Regions from separate parts of the Triticum aestivum genome. Here region 1 is linked to region 2. The links are chromatin contacts, called in public Hi-C maps. All regions are on one chromosome and are shown on one strand. Each heading gives the region's core, a stretch centred on a gene start, on an enhancer-like site or on the middle of the called end of the contact. The rest is flanking DNA. Distances are from core to core; before and after follow the strand shown. Region 1 holds the start of LOC123165554 (mediator of RNA polymerase II transcription subunit 6). Region 2 holds the start of LOC123170083 (putative laccase-9).

Region 1 (6,157 bases), core at 2,195-4,694, 640 kb before region 2:
TCTTTTTGCTGGCCCTTGATCAATGATGGGGTCAATTGCAGGAGGCAATGCCTCCGAGGCCAACAGATCATCTGGCCCTTTCTCTTGTTCTGATGGGACATAACCATCCGGAAAGGGTGGAGGGGGAGGAGCAGGAGGCAGCTGCCAAGAAATATGTCAGAAGTCTGGAGTAATTAGCAAGTGGTTGACAAGGCAGGTCGATGAACACACTTGGAGTAAGATACAGCAGCAGAACTCGCATGCAGTTCGAACAAACGCTGTTAGTCCAGGATGCATCAGACACAACTTTCTTGGGGACATACACGGTGCATCAATACATCTCATGTGCCTAGTGCACCGTATGTCTCCCCAACTTTCTTTTGTGTAATGGTCACCACCATGTACCAAGTAACAGGGAATAAGTTTTGCTATCTAAAAATGATGTTACCTTCCGTTGCAAAGACATGAGGATGTGATCAACTCGTTTCAACTCCTTCAAGTCAATTGTTTCCTTCTGGGCCTTTGATTCAGAAGCTGCCGCATCAGCCTCTGTTTCCGCTGTAAATAACAAAACAAAAATTTCCAGTAATGCTACTTTTGTTTTGCAACTTGCAGTAAATAAAAAAAATGTACTCCCTCCGATCCATATTATACTTGTCGCTGCTTTAGTACAGCTTTGCTGAAGTTGTACTAAAGCAGCGACAAGTAATATGGATCGGAGGGAGTAACATAAACAGAAGGAACATGTAAGTTGTGAAGTACAGCAGCAGCAAGGAACCAATTTCCTGCAGATGATCTTGCATGAACAATGCCCAAGTGCTAACTTTCATTACAGATTATCAAAATTTGAGGTAAGTAGTAGTTAATCAACAATCTGCGATGCTAAATACACTCAAAAAACTCTGTAATACTAAATTTTATTTTGTTCCAAACAGTGTGACAGTTCACATGGACTCAAACTTTTTCTGGTAGCTTCCAACCAACAAACAAAAACAAATTTCTTTGAAGAGCTAAGCATATAAACTCCAATAACATAGAGAGAAATAAATATAAGAAACCGGCAACAAAAAAATAATGAATTATCTCTTACTATATTAAAGGGGAGTTTGTTGGTTTCGCTTCCACCCCTCCCACCAATTTTTTTTCAAAACCATGGGATAACACCCATTAAGTTTTTCCCAAACTGACCCCCACCTCCTTGTTTCTGGGAAAAGAAATCCCGTGCAAAACAATAAACAGAAATCAAATAAATTGCCAATAGCAAGAAAGCCCTTGCAAGCAAACAACACAATCAACTCACGTAGTTGTACGTACACAATCCCAATCTCAACCCAATCAAATCATATCTTTCCTTGCCTTTGCCGATGGATTCCATCCCCACAGCATATCTCAATCTCAACCCAATCAAAAATTTCCTACGTCGAAGCACCAGAATAAAGTTGCCCCCGTTGCAACACACGGGTATTTAGCTAGTATTCCATTTAATTCTTGGAGCTTTACTCTTAGAAAACCAAAAAAATGCCTACATATAATTTTTTACCTGCAGAACTCATAATTTTGCAAAATATACGACTAAAAGTTGCAAAAGGCCTACAACTATGCTCAAAATCTCGTTTCCATTCATAATAAAAATAATTCGGCCATTTAACCCAAATTTCTGCCTTTCTGCCACCACCTACTGCTGGCTGCCAAGGACACCGCTGCAAACACACCAGCTATAGTCGCACATGCCATAGCATAATAAACATCTGTCACACACTGATCAGTGCTCACTGCAGTTGGCGAACCATGTTATAGAAACCAGATTCCCCAGAATTCTGGATTCTGCTTGTACCAGGATTCCAGAAATTGGTAGGTTTTGGAGAATAACAGTGGTTTAATCAAGGATAGAAACTAAAGCTTGGCTGAAGAAGATAACAGATATTAACTTTATCACTGAGTAAATAGAGCAGCATCTGGCTTCCTGGTAAGCTGATATTCAGCAAATCTGAACCCCTAGCCCAGTCAAAACAGAGTAATAAGTAATCTTTGGACAGAAAAGGTGAATTGGCTATTTGAAATTAGTTTAACCATGGAAATCTGTCAAGAAACCAAAAAGGAACTTGGATTAGTTTTCCCACAGAGGAATAAGGAATTAAATTCGGGACCACTGAAAAGAAAATAGAGATGACTTAAGAGTTGCCATCTTTTAGGTGGACCTGCTGATTCTGAAACTTTGCTACTACGTATAAATCTCAATTTCTCTAGAAAATGCATATGGTTTACTTTTTTGTGAACCTAATGATGAACCAATTACTGCATTATGCTGACCAAATGTGTCACTGCTTGTTAGTTTCATTTTTCCAGTCACGAAGAACTACAATGCATAAGATCAGCTGGATGTTCAATACAAGTAACAAGTATATATTTCGCAAGCAATACAACAACTGGCCAAAATTACATCATGCATAAGTGATGTTTATTCAAGTAAGAAAAAGGTAAAAGAAGAGGTAAGAAGTAGATAAAATGTGAAGACCATACCATTACCAATCTTCTCCAATTTTGAGCATGCCGTAGAAAATGCTTTTGATATGTGATGCATAGCCCTACTCTGAAATGTCACAGGAGCAGAAAAGGGGAAACATTAATCAATCCAACACTCTGCAACTCAGTGGTTGGCAAAATCACTGAAAAATTGTGCGAATGAAATAGCTCAACAATATATCACATTCCCATCGTTGTCAGTGAGTGAACTATAGAACCTCACTGCAGAATTTCCGGAAAAAAAAAGAATAAAAGGCTCTGGAGCTTTACTATGCGGGAGGCGAAAACGCTGCCAAGCAGGGGCGCCTGGTAGATGGAGCCGTCGAGGATGTAGTAGGCGAGCAAGGCGTCAGACTTCTCGGAGTTCGTCCTCTTCTGCTTGCGCATCACGAACAGGTGCGGCTCCATCACTTCGCTCAGCACGTACTCCAGCCCGGTCATCTTCCTGCGACCACCACAAGGAACGGAGCAATGAGTGACCCTCGCTACCAGCGAATTGGGCAGCGAGAGAGGAGGAGCGGGGAGGGGGAGCTAGGGTTTTACGTGAGCTGGGACATGTCGAGGGGGTGGATTTGGCGCGAGCGGAGGGACTCGTTGTTGCAGGTGATGTCGTAGAACGGGGAGAGGGCGAAGTAGTCGAAGACGAGGTTGCGGTCCAGCGGGTAGGTGTTGAGCCAGAGCTGGTCGCGGAAGCAGATCCCCGTCATGTCCGTCCCCGGCGGGGGCGGGAGCGCCGCCGGGCCGTCGGCCGGTGGCGGTGGGGGGAGCGGCATCGCCGACATCGCCCGGCAACAAAATCCCCAAGGGGCAGCGCCGAACTGCAGTTATGTGAAGGCGATGCGGGATCTGGGTCGCTGGCTCGCCGCTGCTGTGTGCCGGTAGGGTCGTGCCGTCGTGGGTCGGCTTCGGCCGACTCGCCGAGTCGCCGCGATGCTGTGTGGGCGGCGGCTGGTGCGCGTGCCGGTGGCCACTGGCCGGCACCGCGGCGGACGGCGGCTATGTGACGGTGCCCGGTGGCGGCTGCTCCGCTGCGTGCCGTGAGCTTGGGCTATGGGCTGCTGCCGAGCTGCGTGCTGTCTGCTTTTTTTTTCTCTCTGCTGTTCGCAGTTTGTGCGATCAGGGTGTGGGCTGGGCCTAGGTATAATTTCTCTTTCGCCAGCGCTCCAGCGCTGGGCGGGCCACGGCCCAGGTTGGCCCTCACATAGCTTCGTGTGGTTATCTACTCTTATAAAATTGTCTCAAAAAAATCTACTCTTATAAAAAACAGAGTTAATGATGATGGTGTGCCTGTCATCCTGCAATATAGGCCGTCCAATTTATATCTGACGGATAGGAAGGAAACTATGGCAATTTTGCAAAAAGATACTCACATCTCACTTCACATTTGCAAATAAGGTCTTCCCTCGTTCATCATTTTCTCCCATAAAATAAACTATTCATATAAATACATCTTGATGTTCCGTGCAATGCATGGCATCTTGCTAGTATTCAACGAAATCAATGGTTAACGAGTACTTCCTTTTTTTCTTTTGCGGGAGTACTTCCTTGGCTTCACTTGCATGATAAACAAGTGGTGCATTGTGTGTGCAACACTTATCATAATCTAGGCCATCTCTAAAGCGAATCCTTAAACCGTTTGCAATTATCTGGATCATGAGGTCCAGTCGTGTTTTGTCATCCAACATGGTCTTGTATCCGTCCGCTAGCCGGTTCGGACGTCCTTTTACCTGCAAACCGGAAGCAAACTAGGGGCTTTTGCGGGTGTTTATACCGATGCCACACACGCCTCCGACAACTTGACCCCACCCAAAACCCTCTCCTCATCTATGCCCTTTCCCGCTCGAAGCGGTCAGTGTCGCGTTCGGCCTAGAGCGGACGTGACCTCTCACTAGAGCCGGCATTGAACCAGCGCACCGGATGAGAGCACCGCCCCCACCGCATCCCAGTGCACGCACCTTCTCCGCGTTTAAACGGCAAACTGTTGCCTAGAGCGAACATGACCTCTCACTTGAGCCGGCATTGAAGCAGCGTGAGCGCCGTCCGCACCGTATCCTAGTGCACGGACCTTGTCCACATTCAAACGACAAACCGTTCATCCGCCTCTCTCCATTAATCATATCCAGTAGCCCAAAAACCTACTCCGACGCCACCCGTCTGTTAGTCTGCCGCCCACTATTAACCACCTTGCCGTCTAGCCTGCCATCCGCCCGCTATTTAAACACCCGGCCCGACAACAGTCGCATCCAACCTCCTCCGCTCCCTATCTCCTCTCGGCACCACAACCGCCATGGCCTCCTCGAGCTCTGAAGCCCTTCCTATGGGACATCCTCTCATCTGAATAGAAAAAGGAGATCACTGCCAACCTGCCACTACGGGCTGCTCGCTGGCTGGCAGACGAACGAGCTCTCCGGTGGCCAGCATTGCGGACGAGCCGGCACCACCGTCCTCATTGTCCCATGTCAGCATCACCATGGGCGAGGCGCAGACTCACTACATCGACACGGTGTTAGAAGAATGGGAGGCCATATTTTGGCAAGCGCAGACCGACCAGGCCTACAACCTCCACCTTCTCGACAAGCATAGACGCGTTGAGGAGCAACTCGCCGTCGCCACGGGCATCGGGGCAGACATAGACATGGACGAGCAGGAGGCGCTGCTCCTATCCTACCACTGCGCACGCGACATCTGCCGCAGCCGCTTGATTTACCGTGTCCTGCAGGCAGAGAAAGAAGCCACATTCACGAAGATTGACAAAGGCGGCGGATGAAGTTTACAACAAGGACGAGGATGACGTCGCCAGCTCCGCGCCGGTCGCGTCCCTCCGCCACAACAACTAAGCCGGCACATCCGCGGGCGCCACCGGCAACGAGGAAGAGTAGAGCTGGAAGCTCGCCGGCGCTTGGGTCCCACAAAGCCCACCACTTCTCCCCTCCCGTTGAAGCTAAGCTTGGCGGGCTCGTCGTCGTCGTCTGATTAGCCGCTTGCCGGCTTCGTGAAGGCTGAGCTTCATTTTCCGGAGCTCATGGTCATTCGACGAGTTGCCAGACATGGGAAACGCGCGCAGGCGATCATTAGATTAGTGTTTAGTCCAAATATATCGAAAACATAATGCACGTGCTTTGATTTGGATGAAAATCGGCCGGTTTAAAAAAATCCAAGTTTTAATTAAATTTGTCCATTTTATTTAGATTTGCATCAAATTTGTTTATTTCCGTTAAATTCCATTTGAAATGTCTCCGGATATTTGCGGCTGTGGCTGGATGGTCGGCTCCCGCATCATTGTCTGCGGACTGGTCCCACCGGTCTGACCCCATGGCCGGCTCCCGAATCAGTGCTTGCGGACATTTGTAGGCCTTTTATATTTTAAGATTCACAAATTAAAAAAATTCCCTCATTTAAAAAATCCTATATTTTAAAAAATGTTCATGAAAGTAGAAATTTTAAAGTAAAAACAAAAAAGGAAACCAAACAAAATCAAAAGATAGAAAAAGAAAACCGAAGGTTATAGAACCTTCCAAAACCGGTGTGAAGGAAAACGAAGAAATGGATGGCTAGCAGCTCTCATTAGGGTGCGTGTTTGCCTGGCATTGCCCATGTTAGGGGAATAGGATCCACCATTCAATGGTCACACCGCGGTTTGACAGTCCTGATTAGA
Region 2 (6,732 bases), core at 1,943-4,442:
CCCCCCCCCCTCCACCGTTTACACCCCCGGTCATATTTTCGTAGTGCTTAGACGAAGCCCTGCGGAGATCACTTCACCATCAACGTCACCATGCCGTCGTGCTGACGGAACTCATCTACTCCCTCGACGTCTTGCTGGATCAAGAAGGCGAGGGATGTCACCGAGCTGCACGTGTGCAGAACGCGGAGGTGTCGTGCGTTCGGTACTTGATCCGTTGAAGCGCGAAGAAGTTCGACTACATCAACCGCGTTGTGAAACGCTTCCGCTTACGGTCTACGAGGGTACGTAAACACACTCTCCCCCTCGTTTCTATGCATCTCCATGGATAGATCATTGTGTGTGCGTAGAATTATTTTTTTGTTTTCCATGCAACGATTCCCAACACCTCCACACCACTCCAACGGAGACGTACTTCCCTTCAAAGGGAAGGAACTTCGGTAACACATCCTCGTCTCCACCGGCTCCACTTGTGGTTATCTTTTTCCTTTACTTTGTGCAAGCTATTGTTGTGTTGTATCCTTTGCTTGTGCTTGTTGTTGTTAGCATCATATAGGTTGCTCACCTAGTTGCACATCTAGACAACCTATTTGTTGTTAAACCTAATTTGCGAAGAAAACCTAAAAATTGTTAGTTGCCTATTCACTCCCCCCCCCCCTATAGTCAACCATATCAATCCTTTCAGGGCCGATAGTCGGGTTGGGATAAAATTTATCCACGAATATTACGGGTCGTTAAGAGGCCGAAAGTCACTTCGGACCAAAAATTGGCCCAAATGCAGCATGGGCCGTTAAATGGCCGAAACAGAAACCGGACCAAAAACGGCCCAATTCCACTAAGGGTCGTTAACAGTCCGAAACAAACATCGCGCTGAAATGGGTCAAACTGTTCAATGGGCCTTTAACAGGCCGAAATACAAACATGGCATTCAGTGGCCCAAAAGCATAGTGGGCTCTTAACGGGTTAGATCTGATATGGACCGCAATTTGGCCCAAAACATGGCACGCTGTTAACGGGCCGGCCCACTAGTATCTGACAAAATCTTGTGGGCCTTTGGCTGGGCCGACCTTTTTAACCTAAATGGGTCACTTTGGTCCGTTCCATGTCTCGGCTTTTCATTGGCGCGTCACAACCATTGGATGGATGACACATATGTCACAATGCCGAGCTGACACGTGGTTCCGTTGGCAAATGAGAATTTGACACGTGTAAAATCGTCATTGGTCCGGGCTGTTAACGGGTATCGGATCCAAAACCGACACCCGATAGCTTAACGGCGACCCATTACGGTGGATGCCACATGTCGGTTACCCTTGACGAAAACACTTCCATGACGCGCCATTTATCATCACGGAAGTGAACACTTCCGTGACAATAAATTGAGTATTGTCATGGAGCACCTCTATAATAGCACAGGCATGACTATCTTCATTCGGTCATAAAATCTTCACGGATATACATGCATGACAGAAAAAGTGACCTACTGTGACAAACAAGTATCATCACGGAAGTATTTTTTTAGTGTATGCTGACAAAGTCCACGGGGTATCTTGAAACGGGACATAGAGTACACTGGTACTGCTTGTGCAACAAACTTGACGAGCACATCTTTCCCTCCCAAGAGAGAATTGTTTTCATCCATCCCTTAACTTTGTTCCAAACACTTTCTTTGAGATATTTGAAAGCTCTATTTTTGTTGTTTCTAGACAAGTTCTCATTATGGACATTGAGTATTCCTTTCATCTCATCCCTGATAAGCTCAGAACATCCTTTACTAAAGAATACCGATGACTTGGAAAGGTTTATTTATTTTGTCCTGAAGCCTAACAATAAGTGTCCAACAACGAGGTTACCAAAGTTGCACCCTCACCTTCAGCCTAGACGAACAACAGGTTGTCATATGCAAAGAGTAAATGGCTCACCAGTGGTGCCGGTTCTTCCACTTTCATCTCACAAATATGAGATGGCCGATTCTTACTTTTTAAGAGGCACGAAAGGCCCTTTGCTGCCATCAAGAAAAGGTAGGGCAAGATTGGGTCTCCCAGCCGAATTTTCCTTGTAGGTCTAAATTCCTCGAGCTTCTTTCCATTAAACAGAACTGAGAATTTAACAGAGGTCACCATTTTTATCACAGAAGAGATCCAGACAGGTGCAAAACCCAGCTTGGTCATCATAACTTGAAGATGTTTCCATTCCAAACGAACCTCACCTACCTCTGGTTTGATCTGATCGCCTCGTGGGTCATTGCAGCGGGCGAGGGCCCAGGTTGGCCCTCACATAACTTCGTCAGTGGTTGTTTTGTATATTCAATGGTCGTCCTACAAGATTATATTCAATGGTCACACCGCGGTTTGACAGTCCAGGTTAGTATTTCCTTGACGGCCGGACATACATGCATGATTGTTTCCTTGTGTTGCTTGCGTAGTTGATCACGTCTCCCGGTTACCACAAATGTCAGCTTGACCTGCATTTCCACAGGCGTTGATTACCTTGCTCATTTCTGCTAAACAAATGGACACAAAGTGGTCAAAATTCTACTTCCTCTGTTCGCAAATATAATATGTTTTAGATATTTTAATATAAACTACAGACGAACTGAAATGAGCGAACAAACACACTAAAATATGTCTACATATATTCAATTTAGAAAAAATGTAACATTTTATATTTCTGAGCGGAGGGATTAACAACGATATAGCATCAAAAGCAGGAATGGATGCATGCATCCACCGCATGTTCCAAAAGCTCGCCTTGATTTTCTGATTAATTTTCGAAAAGTACGTGTGCTTGGATAGATTAATCTACTGAAACTAAATTATGCGGGCAGTTGCTCCGAAGGGCTCAAGGCCTTGACGCTGTCGTCGTCACAGACAGCATGCATGACTGCGACCAACCAACGATAATCAATTCAGGGGTAACTGCACGCATGCATGCATTTCACGTCGTCGCGGTGGGCGGCTTCTGCCAAAGCCGTCTCCTCTTTCTACCGATTATATTTGACAAGAAGCTAATCATATCATATGAAACCATGCACGCACGCATCGTCGACCGGGCTCGATCCTGTCCCCCTCCCCACATGACCTATATAAATACCTCGTGCGTCTGCTTGGGATTGCCATCATCAGTCCATCCCACACATTCGTTTCCAGGTTTGCTCAAGCAGCAGCTACCGTGCGTGCATAACTTGTGGCTAGCTAGCTTCTTAGCTAATCTCCGACGGTTCACGGTCGAGCTGAGCAGAGCTCGGTGAGTGGCGACGGCCGTCGGCCGACGATGGGTGTAGCTAAGACACCGGCGGTGCTTTGGTTACTTGGGGCGGTGTTAGTGCTGGGAGTTTCCGTTAGCCCTGCTCAGGGCGCCAAGACTCGCTACCACGATTTCTTTGTACGTTTGTTTGCATTTATTCCCATTCATCTTCTATACCTAAGTAGCTAGCCTCGACAAATCTATTTCTCTTAACATGTACACATGCCATCTCAGCATATCATAAACTTGCTTGTGGCGTTCGTTCATCATATTTTGCAGATTAAGGAGAGCAACTACACAAGGCTCTGCAAGGAGAGGACCGTCCTCACCGTCAACGGGCAGTTCCCTGGCCCTACCATCTACGCGCGCAAGGGCGACCTCGTCATCGTCAATGTCTACAATCAAGGCGATAAAAACATCACCATCCACTGGTAAGTTAGCTAGTTAGCCTGGCCGCTGGCCGTTCACTGCATATATATAACCATCCTTTCAGTTTGCATATAAGATTTGACCAAAGTCAAACTTGTAAAGTTCGACTAGCTTTATAGAAAAAGATATCAATATTCACACTATGAAATCAATACTATTAGATGCATGATGAAATTAACTTTCATATCATATAACTTTTATATTGTACTCCCTCCGTTCCTAAATATAAGTCTTTTTAGAGATTTCACTATAGACTACATACAGAGTAAAATGAGTGAATCTACACTCTAAAATATGCCTATATATATCCGTGTGTAATTTGTAGTGAAATCTCTAAAAAGACTTATATTTAGGAACGAAGGGAGTAGATGTTAATATATTTTTCTATAAAGTTAGTCAAACTTTACAGAGTTTGACTTTGATCAAATCTTATACACGGACTAAAAAGAAACGGAGGGAATATTTTCTAACGCGACATATGTACACAGGCATGGTGTGGACCAGCCACGCAACCCGTGGTCAGACGGGCCTGAGTACATTACCCAGTGTCCCATCCGCCCCGGCGGCAACTTCACCTACCGGGTTATCTTGTCCGAGGAAGAGGGCACACTTTGGTGGCACGCACACAGCGACTTCGACCGCACCACAATCCATGGCGCCATTGTCATCCACCCCAAGCTCGGAACCACCTTCCCCTTCGTGAAGCCACACAAGGAGATACCCGTCATCCTCGGTATATACTACTCCCTCCGTTTTAAATTACTTGACCCATATTTATCTAGATACAGATGTATCTAGACACTAAACAAGTATAAATACATCCGTATTTAGACAAATTTAAGTCAACTAATTTGGATCGGAGGGAGTAGTATATATACATTCGTGCTTCCATTAATTTCATCCATGCTTACAGTATAACTAAGCCAAGTTGTTGCTTGAATGTCCTTGACCTGATAAATTTGACCGCATGCATGCAGGTGAGTGGTGGAATGCCGATGTGAACCATCTACTCGAGGAGGCGGAGAGGATCGGCGGCGAGATCAACATCTCGGACGCGAACACCATCAACGGCCAGCCGGGGGACCTGTTCCCGTGCTCCAAGGCCGGCACCTACAAGATACCGGTGCAGCACGGCAAGACGTACCTGCTCCGGATCATCAACGCGGGGCTCTCCAACGACCTCTTCTTCAGCGTCGCCGGGCACAACCTCACCGTGGTCGGCACCGACGGCCACTACACTAAGCCGTTCGCCGTCAAGCACATCATGATCGCGCCAGGTCAAACCATGGACGCGCTTCTTGAGGCCAACCGCGGCGATGGCGGCCGGTACTACATGGCCGCGAGGACGTTCGCGTCCAACCCCAACATCGAGGTCAACAACAGCACCGCCACCGCCATCGTGGAATACATGGACGACGCACCGGGACGTACGGCCCCGCCGGAGTTCCCTACCAACCTTCCGGGCGTCAACGACATCGACTCAGCGACGGCGTACACGGCGCAGCTCCGGTCCCTGGGCAGCAAGGACCACCCAGTGGACGTGCCGAGGCAGGTCGACGAGCACATGCTCGTCACCATCGCCGTCAACGTGCTCCCCTGCGCACCCAACGAGACGTGCGGGGGGCCCGACGGCAACCGCCAAGCGGCGAGCCTCAACAACGTCAGCTTCGTGAACCCGTCCGTCGACATCCTCGGCGCCTACTACCGCTCCGTCCGTGGCGTGTTCGACGCAGACTTCCCCAACAAGCCGCCCTTCTTCTTCAACTTCACGGACGTCGACAACGACCCCGTCGAGCGCTGGGCCACCAAGCGCGGCACCAAGGTGAAGGTGGTGGAGTACGGCGCCGTCGTGGAGGTGGTGTTCCAGGACACCTCCATCCTTGGCGCCGAGAACCACCCCATGCACCTGCACGGCTTCACTTTCTACGTGGTAGGGAGAGGGTTCGGGAATTTTGACGAGCAGAAGGACCCGGCCACCTATAACTTGGTCGACCCGCCGCACCAGAACACCGTCTCCGTGCCCAAAGCTGGCTGGGCAGCTATCCGATTCCGCGCGGCGAATCCAGGTGAGTTTAACTTTATATTCAGCTTTAGGGCTATGCCTGTGAAATTCGTTGGAGCGAATTAATCAAGTGCCAATCTCTAATGTTTTGTGTATGTGCTCTTTTTAGGTGTCTGGTTCATGCATTGCCATTTTGATCGCCATGTGGTGTGGGGAATGAGCACCGTCTTCATAGTGAAGGATGGCAAGGCTCCTGAAGCTAAAATGATGCCTCCGCCTCCCAACATGCCTACCTGCTAAATAATCCACATGGAAAAAGACGGACATATGTAGCACAATCAAACCAGAAAATTATATTATTTAGTTGATTGATTTTCTAATTGCTGTAGTACATTCTCTATTATTTAAGCTTATATAAGCTTGTGTGGAATAAACGAGTCAGTTGACTCCCATGTGATTTTTCTTCTTATTTGGCTGGATGAGAAAAGTGATTTATTTAAAGTGTAAATGTTTTTCTAGTTATTCAGGAACTATATATGAATTAAATAATGCTTTATTATGAATTCAGGTTATATGCATGTGTTTTTTGTGAAGTGCTTCTGTGTGTGATTGTGCTCTGTGAAAGATATTATTCTTTGGTAATGGTGGTAGATTTTTTGTAATTGTGACTTGTTTGTGTATATGGTCAAAAGAGCTATATCCCTGGAAACCACCATTGACGAGCAGAAATCTAAGCCTATCAGTGGTGTATTAACTAATAGTGGCGGGTTGGGTTCTTGGCAGATCAATGGTTACATACTTACCACTAATGGATGAAAATCTAGGGCCTGTACTGATAGTTTAGCTTCACTGACGAGCCTGTAGTGATAGTTTAGCTTCGTTGACGAGCTGACGCATGTTGGTGGAGGGGTACTCTCCACTAACTAGAGGTCAATTCTTGACCAGACTCTGAATCCGGACGAGGATCCTCTACCGTACGGCAGGGTGCCATTCGACCACTGACATATGGGCTCGCTGGAAACCTGGCCCACATGTCAATGGCCCAACGGTATGCACCG

Evidence for each region. A called contact is a pair of places that touch in the nucleus more often than the background predicts.
Region 1: a contact with region 2 is called in a Hi-C map of leaf, with 2.4 times the contacts expected there. The contact joins the promoter of LOC123165554 here to the promoter of LOC123170083 in region 2. A contact is called at or near these places in 2 of 5 Hi-C or Micro-C datasets (both in leaf).

The regions. Positions count from the first base shown.
Region 1 is chr7D:130,778,904-130,785,060 of IWGSC CS RefSeq v2.1, reverse strand. LOC123165554 (mediator of RNA polymerase II transcription subunit 6) reads right to left here and starts at 3,444. Exons shown (of 5, transcript XM_044583222.1): 1 at 3,046-3,444; 2 at 2,773-2,947; 3 at 2,500-2,569; 4 at 428-537; 5 at 1-141. The coding sequence starts at 3,284.
Region 2 is chr7D:130,139,698-130,146,429 of IWGSC CS RefSeq v2.1, reverse strand. LOC123170083 (putative laccase-9) reads left to right here and starts at 3,192. Exons shown (of 5, transcript XM_044587926.1): 1 at 3,192-3,381; 2 at 3,523-3,674; 3 at 4,161-4,405; 4 at 4,650-5,738; 5 at 5,844-6,273. The coding sequence starts at 3,271. The coding sequence ends at 5,974.